3 separate regions of the Mus musculus genome follow, and all the other regions are linked to region 1. Evidence: chromatin contacts called from public Hi-C data. All regions are on one chromosome and are shown on one strand. Each heading gives the region's core, a stretch centred on a gene start, on an enhancer-like site or on the middle of the called end of the contact. The rest is flanking DNA. Distances are from core to core; before and after follow the strand shown.

Region 1 (4,779 bases), core at 1,551-4,050:
GGTATTGCTTGCAAACTGGAGTGCTCTAGTCCAGTGACAGATGGTGTGTGTGTGTGTGTGTGTGTGTGTGTGTACACCAACACTGCCACACCTACTCCAAGGCCACACCTCCTAATAGTGCCATTCCCCATGAGCCAAGCCTTAAACACACAAGGCTAGTTTTACATTGAGGAATGCAGGTCTGTTACCAACCTATTCCTCCTGTTACAAAACACCCATATTTAGAGAGTTCAGCTCATGCAATAAGCAGTTCTGTGATTTTTCTAGTTATTTTATTTTTTTTCAGACAACACTCTGTCAGAGGAAGTGTGTCACTTATACATGTACACAGTAGAGTTGAAGTCTTAGGGAAACTAGCAGCCTCCCAAACAAAATCTCTCGATGGAGTCCTGTCATTGCCTCCTCTCTTGAGGTTGATCCAGTTGAGCTGGCCATCATCTAGCCAAGGGACTACTCCGCCCTCCCACTCAGGAAGGTGAATTTACCTTAAAATATGCTCAAGAGACCAAAGAACTCATGAGCCCTTTAGTGAGAGCTTCCCCAAAGCTCTTGCCCACCAGCACAGACCTCGGGAGCCTCCCTCTGTTGGGGCTGTCCAGCTTTCTGAGTCCTGAATCAGAAAAGCTTAACTTTCCCCTTTGTCTTCTCTTCTGTCTCTTTCAGGTACTGAACAGAGCCAAATTATATTTTTTCTTGTTCTCTGGGCTTCCCTACTCTTTCTCTGAAGCTCCACTTTCCCAACAAATGTTGGCTCATCATCATCTGGTTTGTGTCCATGCCCAACTCAAACATCACAGTTCTTTTGCTCCCTCTTAAGCTCCCAGCTATGCATCTATAAAAGATTATTCTCACCTTCTGTGATCTATGGATTTCATCCCTTGAACTCAGGAGATAAGAACCTGAAAGTTGCTGGCTTGGGTGTCCAGAGTTTCCAGGTCCTGGCTCCCTAGAAAGGTGTTATTCTCAAATACACTCTCATATAAATGGCAGAGCCTAAGAATCCCTTGGCTTATTCTGTTTCCATCTCTCCTGTGCTCTTCACAGCGGCCTTGTTAGTTTTTGGCTAGGTAGAGAGCAGCTTCTGATAACATACTTCTTAGCACTTTTACAGCATACACAGGGTTAGTTCAGTAAGTGACTATAACTGAAAATAAGCCTCTAAGTTATCCAATTCCGTTCACTTACCTAACACCTAATCTAATAGTGAAGAGCATGTGGGTTCCCGAGGGAATGGGTTTCTTGGCTCATTGTTTTTTCATTAGCTTTTAAACGAGTTTGAGTGCTCAGATCCTTAGAGCCTCACCTCTTCTCAAGCTCTCTCTTTCACCCAAAGCTGTTTGCCTGGCTATTTGTATAGCCCTAACCATCACTCTCTGATCCTGGGGACTCTGCTTGTCTTTTTCTACCTTTGATCTGTTCTCCATTGCTGAGTCCTACCTCGGCTACAATTCACTGAGTATTTATCCACAAGGAAAGCTCTTATCATCCAAGGATGATGGCTTTATTTCCTTTCTGATTTCCTTTGGCACAGGACTTGGTCTAGCACACCTGTCATATTCAACAGCCCACCCCCACCTCCATCTGGACAGCCTTCAAACTGGGCCATTGTGTGTCCCCAAAAGGAGGCCGTCAAAGGCAGAGCAGGCCTGGATCCATCACGCCTTTAAATCTTGGTAAGCCACAGCCAGGCTTTTGAAAATGGCGGGGTGGAAAGAGCGTCTTAGGATCTTTTCTACATATCTGGATTAGCGAGCACAATTGTAACAGCTGCTATGACAAAGATGGAGTCTGCACAACAAAGTCTTCGTGTGGTCCTTATCCATTTTCAATCTAGAACTTTTGAAATTATGTAACAGATCTTGCATAAGTCTATTTTCAGTGTCTGAGCTGGGTGACAACCACTCTTTTCTATGAAGAACGATCTTGTCTCCTGGCACACGGCTGGAGGGGTGAACTGAGCTTCTGTCAGGCCTTCATCTGCTACAGAGTAGTAGCCATTAGCCTCTTACCCCTTCTCTCCACAAATACAATTAAACAAAACGCAAAGGATTCTGGCAGAAGAGAAGGTGGAAGCCCACAGCCAGGATGCTGCAAGCACTTGCTAATTTACCTTTGACTCTCAGCAAGCTGAGGAAGTGAATTCTAATCCTGAAGACCATTAGGCCCCAGCATTCCACTTCTCTTTAGTTAGCACAGGCCCACCACAAAGCAGACCCAGAGAAGCTTCCTGGAAGTCCCAGGAAACTGAGTTCAGTGAGGTTTAGCAACTGGTTCTTACTCGGAGTGTAGTGATTTGTAGGAACGTATTTCAAACGTAGCCCATGTCCTCAAACCATGTCAGTCACTGTGCTGGATATTTATGTTATCATTACCATCATGTACTGATAGCTACAGGGGAGTATTAACAATTTAACTCTAAAAAAGAAAAAAAAAACCCAACACACTGACTTAGATGTTCTTTGCTGGTCTCTGTAGGGACAGTGCCACCCACAATAGTTATATTAGAATCACTTTGATTTATTTAATTTCCTAAAACCAGATATGCCAATTATTTAAATGAAATCTGTGACTACAGGATGATAAGCAGTCGACTGTCTCTAGCACGTGTGTGCTCTCCAAGTACACATCTCCATAGCACCACCGATGATCTGCACTTAGGATTCGTAATCACTTGAAAAACAAAACAAAACAGCCCAATGCCGGTCCTCTAACCACTTTGTTTCAACTACACTGACAACATATTCTGCTAAACTGACTTTCCCACAGTGATTCATCAGGAGAAAAATGAGTTCACACTAACTTTCATTTCCCCAAGCCAGCGTGGGTGGGAAGGAAGAGAAAGCGGGTTGGTTGGAGGAGGTACAAGGCTTGCTTGGTGTTTCATCAGGGGGCACATGATTTCACTCTTTATTCTAATCAGTATCTGTCCCCTTCAGTTCCCTAAATTAGGATCTACACACTTTTTTCTAGAAGTGCTAAGTTGAACAACTTAGACACTCAAATGCTGACAGTTAACACTAGTCTACGACAGCTGCTGCATACTGTCCAGACTGGCTGTGCATACTTGGATAGAAAGAAGGAAGCAGAGGCTCACACACTGCAGACACTAGGCCTACTAAGACATGAGCACTACAATGGGAATTAGCGACCTAGGACTTCCTTCACTAAATTAAGTAAGAGAGAGAGAGAGAGAAGGAAAGAGAGAGAGAGAAAGAGGGGGGAGGAGGAGGGAGGGGAAGAAAGCAAGAAACCACAGAAAGAAAGAAAGAAAGAAAGAAAGAAAGAAAGAAAGAAAGAAAGAAAGAAAGAAAGAAAGAAAGAAGAGAGAGAGAAAGAGAGAGAGAAAGAAAGAAAGAAAGAAAGAAAGAAAGAAAGAAAGAAAGAGAGAAAGAGAGAGAGAGAAAGGAGAGAAGGAGGGAGAGAGAAAGGGAGGGAGGGAGGGAGGGAGGAAGGGAGGAAGGAACGAAGGAAGGAAGGAAGGAAGGAAGGAAGGAAGGAAGGAAGGAAGGAAGGAAGGAAGGAAGGGCGTGAATAGGCCTTGATTCCTAAGTACAGACTGGGGCACAGTTCTACTTCACACAGCGCCAGCCTGCACTTTTCAATGACAGTCCCTAAAGCATAATAAGGCTTAGAGACAAACCTCCAACCCCAACCCCACCATGCCTGCCAGCACTGAGTGGATCAAGTCACATGAAGCAGAGAACTGAGGCAACATGCCTGCCAGCACTGAGTGCAGTCAAGTCACATGAAGCAGAGAACTGAGGCAATTTTTAGTCTACAACAAAATCCTTAGGCCTGAATTATCCAGGACAGAGCCACCTTTCCAGCCATCACTGGAAGCCCAACTCTGGCCAAAGCATTGCCTTGCAAACTTGCTAAGGGTAAATAAAGCCCAGGGACTCACCACTATCCTCTCTTTGAGTTTAGTTAGTAGTTAGTAGTTTCCAGGTCATTGATCACACTCTCGTCCAGGAAACACATTCAAGAATTCCTTTGAACCCTTAGCTACAGCAGAAAATTGGCCCGAACCCCTCTATTCCCAGGCCGCCATTCTCCTTCCCTTAGAACAATGAGACTGTTTTTGGAATACAGGCAAGCATTGCCTTGTATTGAGAACCACAGGGTAATTAAAAAGCACTGGTGAATCCAGTGGGCCAGTCAGAATCCACAGATCAACTTCTAATGCTACAGTTGAGATGACAGTCTCCACACAGGAGGCAGGTGCATGGCGAGGGGATAGGACTGTGCCAGAAGAGAAAGCAAGAAGACAGGCAGACATGGGGAGAGCAGAGGTTCCAGCCAGGTACACAGGAGGATGAAAGTGTAATGACAGAAGTGACAGCAGAGTGTTAATTGTGGCATCTTTGTTAGCTATTGAAAACAGGCTGCCTGCTAGTGAGTGAACTGGGCTGTGTCCTCAAAAGAAGGAGTTATTTCAAGTCATAGAATCTCTCCTCTTATCTATCTATATCCATCCTCTACTGAGACCCCAGACCCCAGTTAGGCCCCAGCTTAAAGCCCTGTGGGTTTGAAATGAGTGGCAAGCATGCCTAAACATCACTGCTTTCATTGCCTAGAGCTGTTTACGATTGTATCTACTAAAATACCGTGAAGGCCACACGTGGCACAGATGGCAGAAATGCACCATGGTTTCCATAAAAGCTCACACAGGGTTTGAACCTCCGGTACATCAGGATAGTAAAACAAGAGCATGGTAACCATGGTTACAGAAATCCCGTTCAAACCACCTTGGAATTATATTTTTAGCTGGAGTCTTAA
Region 2 (4,779 bases), core at 1,327-3,826, 360 kb after region 1:
TATACAAATGCATGAAATGCATTGCTCTCAGACAGGAAGGTCCAAGAATCTGAGATGAAGTGAGGAGCTCGTCTTCCTCCTGGATCAGTCGCCATAAAGATGGACAGATGGGGCTCAACAGATGTGAACATACTCCACCCTACGGTTTATTACCAAATGGCACACAGGTGTCACTGCACCCCTGAGAGCTGGAAAATGCAGCATCTCAAGATTAACCAGCAAAGAGTGTCAACCTGAAGCCAAGGAGCTAACACCACATCTTGGTCATCTTAAAGTCATAGCTATTATTCTCCTCCCTCCTATAAGTACCTTGCATTTAAAGGGGCGTGCGCGCGCGCGCGCGTGTGTGTGTGTGTGTGTGTGTGTGTGTGTGTGTGTGTGTGTATGTGTGTATATATATATATATATATATATATATATATATATATATATATATATATATTCATCAGAAGACCCCAACTTGCAGTTAGAGATGGGGTATTCTGGTGATAAGTCCCCAGACAGTTGCCTAGAAGAGACCCTCTGACAGAAGGCTAAGGTTTTGCTTTCAGATTCACAAATGAATGGAATTTCTAATAAGAACAGCCAGCACAAGCTCTCCTCTTCATGAGGCTAAGGATTAGAAGGGATGCTTTTCAGCAATTTGGTAGAGTGGCTGGAAACTAAAATTTAACTACCCCAGTTCTTTATGAAAACAGTAACAATTTGAAAATCATTTTCTTCCAACTCTCGTCTTTGAGTTTCCAGAATAAACTGGCTTTTGCAGAGAGACGTGAATGTGTGTTGATGTGTGTGCACATCTGTGTATGAGTGCACGTGTATACGCATGCGTGTGTATGTGTACGTGTGTGTATATATGTGCATATATGTATGTGTGCATATGTTTGTGTGTGTATGTGTGCATATGTGTTTGTGTTTGGTTTGGTTTGCTTTACTTTGTTTTATTTTTGTTGTTGTTTTTCTTTGTAAGTTCAGGACATTTGGAGAACTGTTTCCCAACATGGTGTATCAAACCACAATTCTGTACCCATTCTGTCTTCTGTTTATTCTCCAGAGTAAATGCACCTCGGGGAAACTTTAAGACCCACTTTATATCACAAAGATTGGGGCTGGAACTCAGAACAACTAACATTATGTTGTTTAATCAAAGAATTCTACATTTTGAAGGGCAGCCATAACTGCTCAACATTGTCAAAAGATGGATGAGTTCTCTGTATTAGAAAAAATATCATCTGTAAAAGACACAACGAACCCTAAAACATACATGCAAATTAACAGAAAAGGTATAGTTAATCAGAAGCACAAAACTATTCAGCTCCAAAGACAGACCTTCATTATTAAACCTCTGGCCCTCTGTTTCTTCGACTGGAAATGAAAACCAATGTGGTCACCTCCCAGTGTTTGTAGCATTAAATACAGTTGCAGATGCAAAGTGCATGGTGCAGGCAACTCCGCAGACTGAACAAATGTTGCTCTCTTTCCTTCAGAGTCTCTTAAGACAACCAGACTTCATCCATCAAATAATGTCCACAACAGCTCAGATAAGCCCCTAATAGATTAAATAATAAAATAAATACCATATCCCATGGAGATACAATATTTTGTCAAACGAGAGACCACTGTTCATAGCCCATTGTGTGTTGCCATGACAACATATAGAAAATATGAAAACATGGTCATCTTTTCATTAGGAAAATGCAGTAAGTGTCCTGAATTTTACATACATAGAGACTATATTTCTTCTTGCAACTTTTGTTGTCTTCTTGAGAGAGAAGTCAGGAAGACGAGAGCCAGAGCCAGAGCAGAGCAGTTTCTCCACTGAGAGTACCTTTAAGCTCTGGTTTATCTAGTTCACAGCAGTAACAAGTGTCTGTGGGAGGGTGGTGCTGGAGGAAAGAGAGTGTATGGGGGAGCTGTATTTGAGGGTTCACCTCTTTTGTCTCAGAGCCACTCTTGATTTCCATCTCACCCCGTGGTTGAATTTGAGCACAGAAAGCAGGTACTTCTAAATCTAACAGAAACTTAGCCAGCACTTCTTTTTTTTTTAATTAGATATTTTCTTTATTTTCATTTCAAATGTTACCTCTTTCCTAGTTTCCCCTCCGAAAATCCCCTATCTTCTCCCCCTCCCCCTGCTCACCAACCCACCTATTCCTGCTTTCTGGCCCTGGCATTCCCCTATACTGGGGCATAGGGGACCTTTACAGGACCAAGGGCCTCTCCTCCCATTGATGATCCACTAGGCCATCCTCGGCTACATATGCAGCTAGAGCCATGAGTCTCTCCGTGTGTTTTCTTTGGTTGATGGTTTAGTCCCAGAGAGCTCTGGGGTTACTGGTTAGTTCATATTGTTGTTCCTTCTAGGGGTCTGCAATCCCCTTCAGCTCCTTGGGTACTTTCTCTAGCTCCTTCATTGGGGACTCTGTGCCTGACTAATACAGAAGTGGATGCTCACAGTCATCCATTAGATGGAGCACAGAGTCCCCAGTGGAGGAGTTAGCCAGCAGTCCTAACAGGTCAGGTGTAGCAGCCCTGAGACACTGCTCCTGAGACACTGCTCTGACCTCTTAGAGACGCGACCTATAGCGACATTTAGTGGTAGGTCCCTAAACTACAGCCAGGTGTCCTGAAGGGTTGGACCACTGCTGGGAATAATTTAACCAAATTTTCCCTTACCCCACTGAGAGATGTCACCATAATCGCACTCACTGATGGCTAGTCAGTTGTTCTGTGGCCCTCTGAGGCAGTGGCCATGGTGGGAGCAGTTACAATTACTACAATCTTATCATTTTTTTGTGTGTGTATCTTTGACTTCATAATAGAATCCTATTGCTGGAAGAGACCCGAGGGATTATCAAATCAAGTTCTTTCATTTTAGATTATAAAACAGCAACTCGGTATGGTAGCTCAAGTTCATGCAATTGGGTAGTCTTATTTAGAGTCCTGAATGCATTGCTTTCTCTGCAAAATGATTTTGTTGTTCATACAACAGTCTGGAGTGTTGGCTCCGTGTATTTTCACCATGTTCACTGCATACTAAGTAAGGAGCCAAAGATATTGAAAGACTACACAGAGCTCTGTAGAAGCCTTGAAGGGAATCAGGGAGTGATACACAAAAACCAAAGTAAATGAAATTTGATAATCCCCACTTGCACACCTCTCAGCATACATTGTCCCCTCTCAGCCAAAGAAGCCAGGGCAGAAAGAGTTCTTTATAATTTTTATTTTTTAATAAAGCAAACAGAACAAAACCCCCAAAAGTGTACACGGGGAAGTTAGTGTAGTCTTAAACTGTGAGTCTGCTTAAATGATGGCAAATGGGTCAGTGTTAGATCCATGTTTGGATGACAGCAAGGGAAACAGGTATTGAAACTCAAATTCCAGTTTCCACAGTGGGTTATCAGGAGAAAATACCTAAAGCTGGAAAATGAATACAGAGGCAAGAGAAATGTAGAGCTGGTCACAGGGAGGTGGGTCCAGGTGACAATCAGAGAGAGGAGCTGAAGTGGGGGTCATGAGGATCCAGGCACCAGTGAGAAAGACTGCAGCTGCCTTAGCCTATGAGGTTTGTAGAAAATTCAGTGCCCTAAAACGTGTGTATCTGCAGTCTAACAACCTATAAAGGCTGATTTAAGAACTTCAACATAATGATGGCACACCACTGGAAAACATTACTTTCAAATTATATATAAAAGAGACAATCGTGTTTCATAAGCAGCTCTGAGTTAGCAGCCTATGTCACATAGTGACTTACATCATTCTTATAGGATACAGACCACCAAATATAGGACCACATTAAAATAATGCTCATGTACCCATAACTAAAAGAGTGGCCAGTAAATATACATTCATATACTTGCACTGAAATAGAAAGTACCCGGGGCTACATTCATCACTCTGTGGGTTTCTCCTCTTTGGCTGAGTCCTTGAATTACCCAGCCAGTATCATGGTGGATTGGTACCGTGCAGCTGCTGTGATGCCGGACCACTAACGCCACTTGGAATGCTGGCAGGTAATGGAGATCCAATAAATCACTCTATAGGAGTCAAGCAAACAGGGCAGCCTAGACCAGGCTGTCTGCCATTCCTCTAAAACTCAAGATACAAACAAACTTTGGGGACAATTTTCTCAAGATGGGGCAATTCCATATACTGCCCATCATTTCCAAACACTCCAAGGAATAGCTGAAGCCTGTGTTGGAAGAGGCTACCCCACTTCCACCTGTCTTTACCTAGATGTTGGTCCTGTCCCGTTCCAAATTAGAGGCCCAGAGACAGAGCACTTTAGCAGACTGCACAGAGTAAACTGAAGGAGGCTAAGAAAACCCACAAAACAGGAAAAGTCTCTCATTTTAAGGGTCCCACCCTTTCTTCACTAAAGGCTTTCAGGTGACAGGGAAGAATGTCACACAGACACAACCAAAGAATCTGCAGTCTTGTTACACTTCCCTCTGCTCCAGCTTGTTTCCATTAGCTCTCACCCGTTTGTCACACCGTACTTCTGCATGAGCATCCATCGCAGCAGAGCTTGTCCTATGTCCTAGTCATGTGAACTTACTGTGTATTTTCTCCTTGTAGCTTTTGTTATAGGGATCTATATATTATATCACTATATACTATCTATATTATATAATAATATACATATACTATATATAGTATATATACTATATAGTGATAAGATATATAGATATAGCATATATAAGTATACTATACCATATATATACTTTATACATATACTACACTGTATATACACACATATAGTATATACATAATAGTATA
Region 3 (4,779 bases), core at 1,291-3,790, 290 kb after region 1:
GATCAGCTGCCCTCTGCCAGCTGGCTTCTCCAAACACCTGGCCATTTGGAACTGCCACACATATTTTTCCAGAACTTGTAATAAGGCTTGCGGGGGGGGGGGGGGGAAGAAAAAAGAAAAAGCAGTGGTCAAATGCTCCTTCTCATCTTACATGCTCAGTGGCCAGCCAGCTGCATCAACTGTCCCTTAAGAAGATCCCATCCCCCACAGAAGCACACTCCACCCCAAAGAAGAACACAGCACCTTTGAGAGTCTGCTTGCATGTGAACACTAGTGACCCTGACGTGCTTGCTTCCTGTCTGTGATCTCCCTTCAGTGAATGACACATTTTTCTCAACAGCTGAGTATCCAGCAGTCCTTCCTGTCTCTAGAGACCATCACCCTCCCTCTCAGGGTTGTTGGAATCTCTGATATTAATGCATTTAGGACACTATACTGGCACTTCTTAGACAACCAGAAAGTGGTTAAAAAACAAAACAAACAAACAAACAAAAAACCCGTGTTTGTTGCCACGTTGATAATGTGTTATACGCTTACCCAAGAACACCGTGCAGCTCACATGGTGTGAGATTCAACGTGAGGGGGGTTAAACTCAACTACCAGCAAAAGTGGCCTTGCTGAGTTGCTGTTTCTTATTAATAACTTTGTGGCAGAGGAACCTCTTTGTTTCTTGGTTAAGAAAAACAATGTCCGTCGTGGAAGGAAGATAAAGGCTTGTGCCTTTTAGTGAAGATGTGACTTGGATGAACGCCAGTCAGCTGTGTAAACATTTTACTTGTGATGTCGGGAAATACATATTCCCTTTAGATACCAATGTTTGGTGATATTTTACAAATCACATTTTATTATTTTATAATCCTTATAACAAACAGAGACGCTTCGGCCGAGTCAAAGTGGAAGCTAATTTCACGCCAGCTGATGGGAGAAGAGACAGGCGATATCAGTGTGTTCCACACCACCTTCAACGCCCTTCCTTTTAGATCTGTTTCCTTTACAAAACAAGACTGAACCATTTTCTACATCCTGGGATGATCATGAAGATTTTATATTATTGCTCTAAGGAAGCCTGTAACATATACATGACATTAAGCTATAGCTCAGTATCAATGTTTACCATCATATTAGGGTGCCTAAAGACATAAAGCCATCATGCTTCAGGTACATATCTCAGACCTTACACTGACTGACAGTTCCCGAGATATAGCACAGCATGGTTTGTTCACAGTCAAGAGTTAAGCGATAAGACAAACTCAACCAAAGAAATAAAATGAATCAGGTCTTTGTCCACCTACAATGTTGCTGGCTCCCGTGGACTGCACTGTTAGTGAGTGCCTGGGTCATTTATATAGTACAGACATAGACAGATGTTAAAATAATGTGTTTGAATTATGGAAGGTGAGGACTTTCAATGGAGAGTTTCGTCCATGTTAGTCCATGGAGCATAAAACTCTGCTTAGAAATGACCCTTGACCTTCTGCACCGTCCCAATAAAAAGTCTTCATGAAAATCAGGAGTTGAAGAGGTGGCTCAGCTGTTAACAGTACTCACTACCCCTGCAGAGGACCCAAGTTCAGTTCACAGCACCCACATGGTGGCTTGAAACTGTCATTCCAGTTCCAAGAGATCTGATGCCATCTTCCCCATGGGCAACAGACACACATGTGGTACATGTTCAAACATGTAGACAAACACTCACACACATAAAATAAATGTATAAGTAAATCTTTTTAAAAATAAAATCAATCAATAAACCTTGCATAACAGTGTCATAACAGACACTGCTAAGACTTCCTTTGGAGAAAATGGCCTGTTTCTAGTGGAGTCTCCCTACCAAGACTTTGAATGAAGAGTTGGATCCTTTCCTGTTAGATACAAGCAATATTCCCTTGGCCCTTTCTCCAAACAGAGAAAAAGGCCTGTTTCTATAGACAGACAGGCAGACAGGCAGAGAGACAGAAGACAGAAATAGAGAGACAGAGACAGAGACAAAGAGAAAGACAGAGACAGAGGGATTTTCATACTCAACTTGACCCTGTTTCATTGGGGAGGGGGGGGAATGAAGTTGTCAATATTCCACCCCTAAATTTACTACCATGATCCTATGAACTGGTCTACATCAAACCTATCTCCACCAGGCCTCCTCCAATTTCAAATGACTCTTGCATAGACTTCCATCTTCTGCCTCCAGGCTGGGACTTGTCTACTTTCTCTTGTTTCTCTGCTTTGCTTCAGAGTCCTGGGTAGCTCGGGTTCTATCGAGCAACACAGGCATGATGAATCATCTCACTCCAGTGATACATCCTCTGAGTCATCTCTCTCTCTCTCTCTCTCTCTCTCTCTCTCTCTCTCTCTCTCTCTCTCTCTGTCTCTTTCTCTTTCTCTCTCTTTCTGCCACTTCTCTGTGTGAGCTGGCTGCTCTCAGCCAGGACTTCATGTCTTTACCAGCCAACTATGTATGCTTCAACTAGGTATGAAGCTGGCACCACAGAAGCCATCTTGGCTAAAACCATCACTGCCGAGGCTATGGCATGAGTAAAGGCCTGGGGTTGTGGCAGCAGCTGTGGTCAGAGAACCTCAAGTGGGTTAGCAAATCTGGTGTGTCGAGTGCTCAGAGGAAATGCTCTAGGAGGAGATTCAAGAGATAAATGCCTTGGATACAGGCCCACAAAACATCCGATGCTAACCCAGACTCTCTACGCTGTCCTCTTTCTGGTTGTACTTTCCGGCTCCTCACCCCCACTCTGGATGTTTGTGAAGCCTAAATATGTGAGACACTCGAGATTTTAGTCCTGTGTATTTGGGGCGTGGAGGGGCCATAAGTCCAACATTCGGTGATCTGTGTGGCATCATCTGAGTCCCCCCACTATACTTCCAAAGCTTTATACTGGTGCTACAATCTTCATATTAATTCATAGCAGTATAATCTGTTGATGATGCAGGGAACCTGGGAGTCATCGCTGAATCCTCCCCTCCCCCCTTTTCTTAATGTAACAGCCAGGTAGTGACTGAGTTTCCAGAGAGTCAACTCTATCAGATTTCTGTTGGTCACCGACTCTCCTCCTTTTTTCTCTGCTGTTGTTTACTGAGCATAGACACCCCCACCATCACTTGCCTGCAGAAGGTCTCTGTACCCTCCCCCCCCCCCCGCCCCCGGATCTAAGTGGAGAAGGTCCTAACCTCCATGAACCGCAGTCCTCCATCTGAAGGAGTCCCTCTCCAACTTCCACAGTAAAACAACCTGGCACGAGAACTTGCCCAAGAACAATCCTCTGTAGCCTGTTTTAGAGATGGATTCAGTAGTTCTAAGCAGGGTCTGACCATTTCGTTGCCAGGCAATGGTTAGCACTCAGCCCCGGGTATAGTACTGCCTTGCATCAACTCTGAGGAGGTCTCTTCACTGTTGAAACACCTCGTTGGCTCCCACTACCTGACTATGATTTAGCAGTGTGTCTCATTTGGATTTAAGGCTCTGTGATTCAGCCACTGCTGATCTCTGGTGCCATGTTTCTGTTCACACTCTGATGATCTTTCTGAGTTTACTCTGCCTTACTTCACGGTGTAAGTCTGCTTTAGACAGGAGCCTGCCATTTCTGTGCCTAACACCTGCTCATCTTTTCTACTCTACCATTAATGTTCCCATTTTCTAGGAAACTTCAGAAATTCCACCTTGTCCCCATAGAATCAACATAATTAGGCACTTACATATGAGAATCCCATGCTATGACATAAAAAGATGTGCTAGTATGTGCGAGCATTAGTGTCTGTGGGGGAGCGTGTGTGTGTAATGTGTACATTCATGAATTTAATCTTAGAAGTCTATGAGGTAGATAGATCATAATACCTATGCAATACTCAATACTTCCAGTTGGTAACTTTCCTAAGGGCATATATTGAAGCTATGTCTGATCCTGGGCTCTAATTGCATTACTATTGTGCCTTTGTGAATGAAGTCTAAATATATCATCAAATTTGCATGTTTTCATCCACTTTAACATTACACTATCATATGGATGAAAATCTTAATCATTGAGTTATCCTAAGTATACAAGACTTCACTGGGGGTGGGGAGGAACCGTGGTTGGTGGAGTCCTTGTCTAGAATGCACAGGGCCCTAGGTTTGCCTTCCTGCACTGCATAAACCCGTAATGAAGATGCACCTGTGCTCTCAGCACTCAGAGATAGACCTGAGATGATCACAACATTAAGGGCATCTTTGTTTTGTTTTGTTTTGTTTACAAGTTTAAGGCCAGCATAAGGTACGTGAATCTGTCTAAAAAAGAAAAATTAAAAAGGCAGACTAAATACATCTATAAAACACCATGAATGGCTTATAAGGAGTGTGCACACACATGTGAGTGTGCATGGGTGGGCCAAACGTCAACCCTGGGTGTCTTCTCAGGTGCTCTCCACCTTATTCTTTGACAGAGTCTCTCACTGAGACCTGAGGTGCCCTGGGATTGTTACTGCTTTTATACCTATGTACTGTTGCTTTAAATTTTAAAATTAGGTATTAAGAATCCGAGCAGTAACTATCTAAGCCATTGCCCTGTGTATTTTAAGAGAAAACAACAAATTCTTTCTAATAATAATACCCATCATGGTGATGTTCTGGCCGAGCATTTCTCAAAGAAGCTTAGCTCTTGGAGATGTTCCAGAAAAAATAAATCGGCAAATAACTCTGGAAACCATGTACCACCGAGCCTGCCTCCTGGAGAGTCACACATCGCTCATGTGAAGGTCTCCTTAAAATCTGCAGTGTGGGTTTGAAAAACCTAGACA

What was found. A called contact is a pair of places that touch in the nucleus more often than the background predicts.
Region 2: a contact with region 1 is called in a Hi-C map of bone marrow-derived macrophages, with 34 read pairs. The contact joins two enhancer-like sites. A contact is called at or near these places in 1 of 39 promoter capture datasets (liver), 6 of 15 datasets of contacts at CTCF or cohesin (CD8 T cells, the NIH/3T3 cell line, embryonic stem cells and 2 more), 114 of 484 Hi-C or Micro-C datasets (the AML12 cell line, the AtT-20 cell line, B cells and 59 more), 14 of 115 datasets of contacts at active chromatin or transcription factors (Th17 cells, astrocytes, bone marrow-derived dendritic cells and 9 more) and 1 of 9 other capture datasets (embryonic stem cells).
Region 3: a contact with region 1 is called in a Hi-C map of bone marrow-derived macrophages, with 28 read pairs. The contact joins two enhancer-like sites. A contact is called at or near these places in 4 of 484 Hi-C or Micro-C datasets (Th1 cells, bone marrow-derived macrophages, nephron progenitors and 1 more), 3 of 115 datasets of contacts at active chromatin or transcription factors (CD8 T cells, bone marrow-derived macrophages and pancreatic cancer cells) and 1 of 9 other capture datasets (embryonic stem cells).

The regions. Positions count from the first base shown.
Region 1 is chr5:99,211,766-99,216,544 of GRCm38.p6, forward strand. No RefSeq gene overlaps it. Among named protein-coding and RNA genes, the nearest start is that of Rasgef1b, 39 kb to the right of the region's middle. Within about 2 kb of position 2,801, at least 78 of the 459 cell types and tissues checked have an H3K27ac peak or open chromatin away from gene starts, as enhancers often do. A contact at or near this core is called in bone marrow-derived macrophages, where this site is marked.
Region 2 is chr5:99,576,330-99,581,108 of GRCm38.p6, forward strand. The region is part of intron 1 of A930011G23Rik (RIKEN cDNA A930011G23 gene); the gene reads right to left. Among named protein-coding and RNA genes, the nearest start is that of 4930405H06Rik, 36 kb to the right of the region's middle. Within about 2 kb of position 2,577, at least 3 of the 459 cell types and tissues checked have an H3K27ac peak or open chromatin away from gene starts, as enhancers often do. A contact at or near this core is called in bone marrow-derived macrophages, where this site is marked.
Region 3 is chr5:99,497,336-99,502,114 of GRCm38.p6, forward strand. All of the region lies in intron 2 of A930011G23Rik (RIKEN cDNA A930011G23 gene), which reads right to left. Gm35253 (a long non-coding RNA gene) reads right to left here. Exons shown (of 4, transcript XR_880469.2): 2 at 1-4,779. Among named protein-coding and RNA genes, the nearest start is that of Gm35172, 8.6 kb to the right of the region's middle. Within about 2 kb of position 2,541, at least 43 of the 459 cell types and tissues checked have an H3K27ac peak or open chromatin away from gene starts, as enhancers often do. A contact at or near this core is called in bone marrow-derived macrophages, where this site is marked.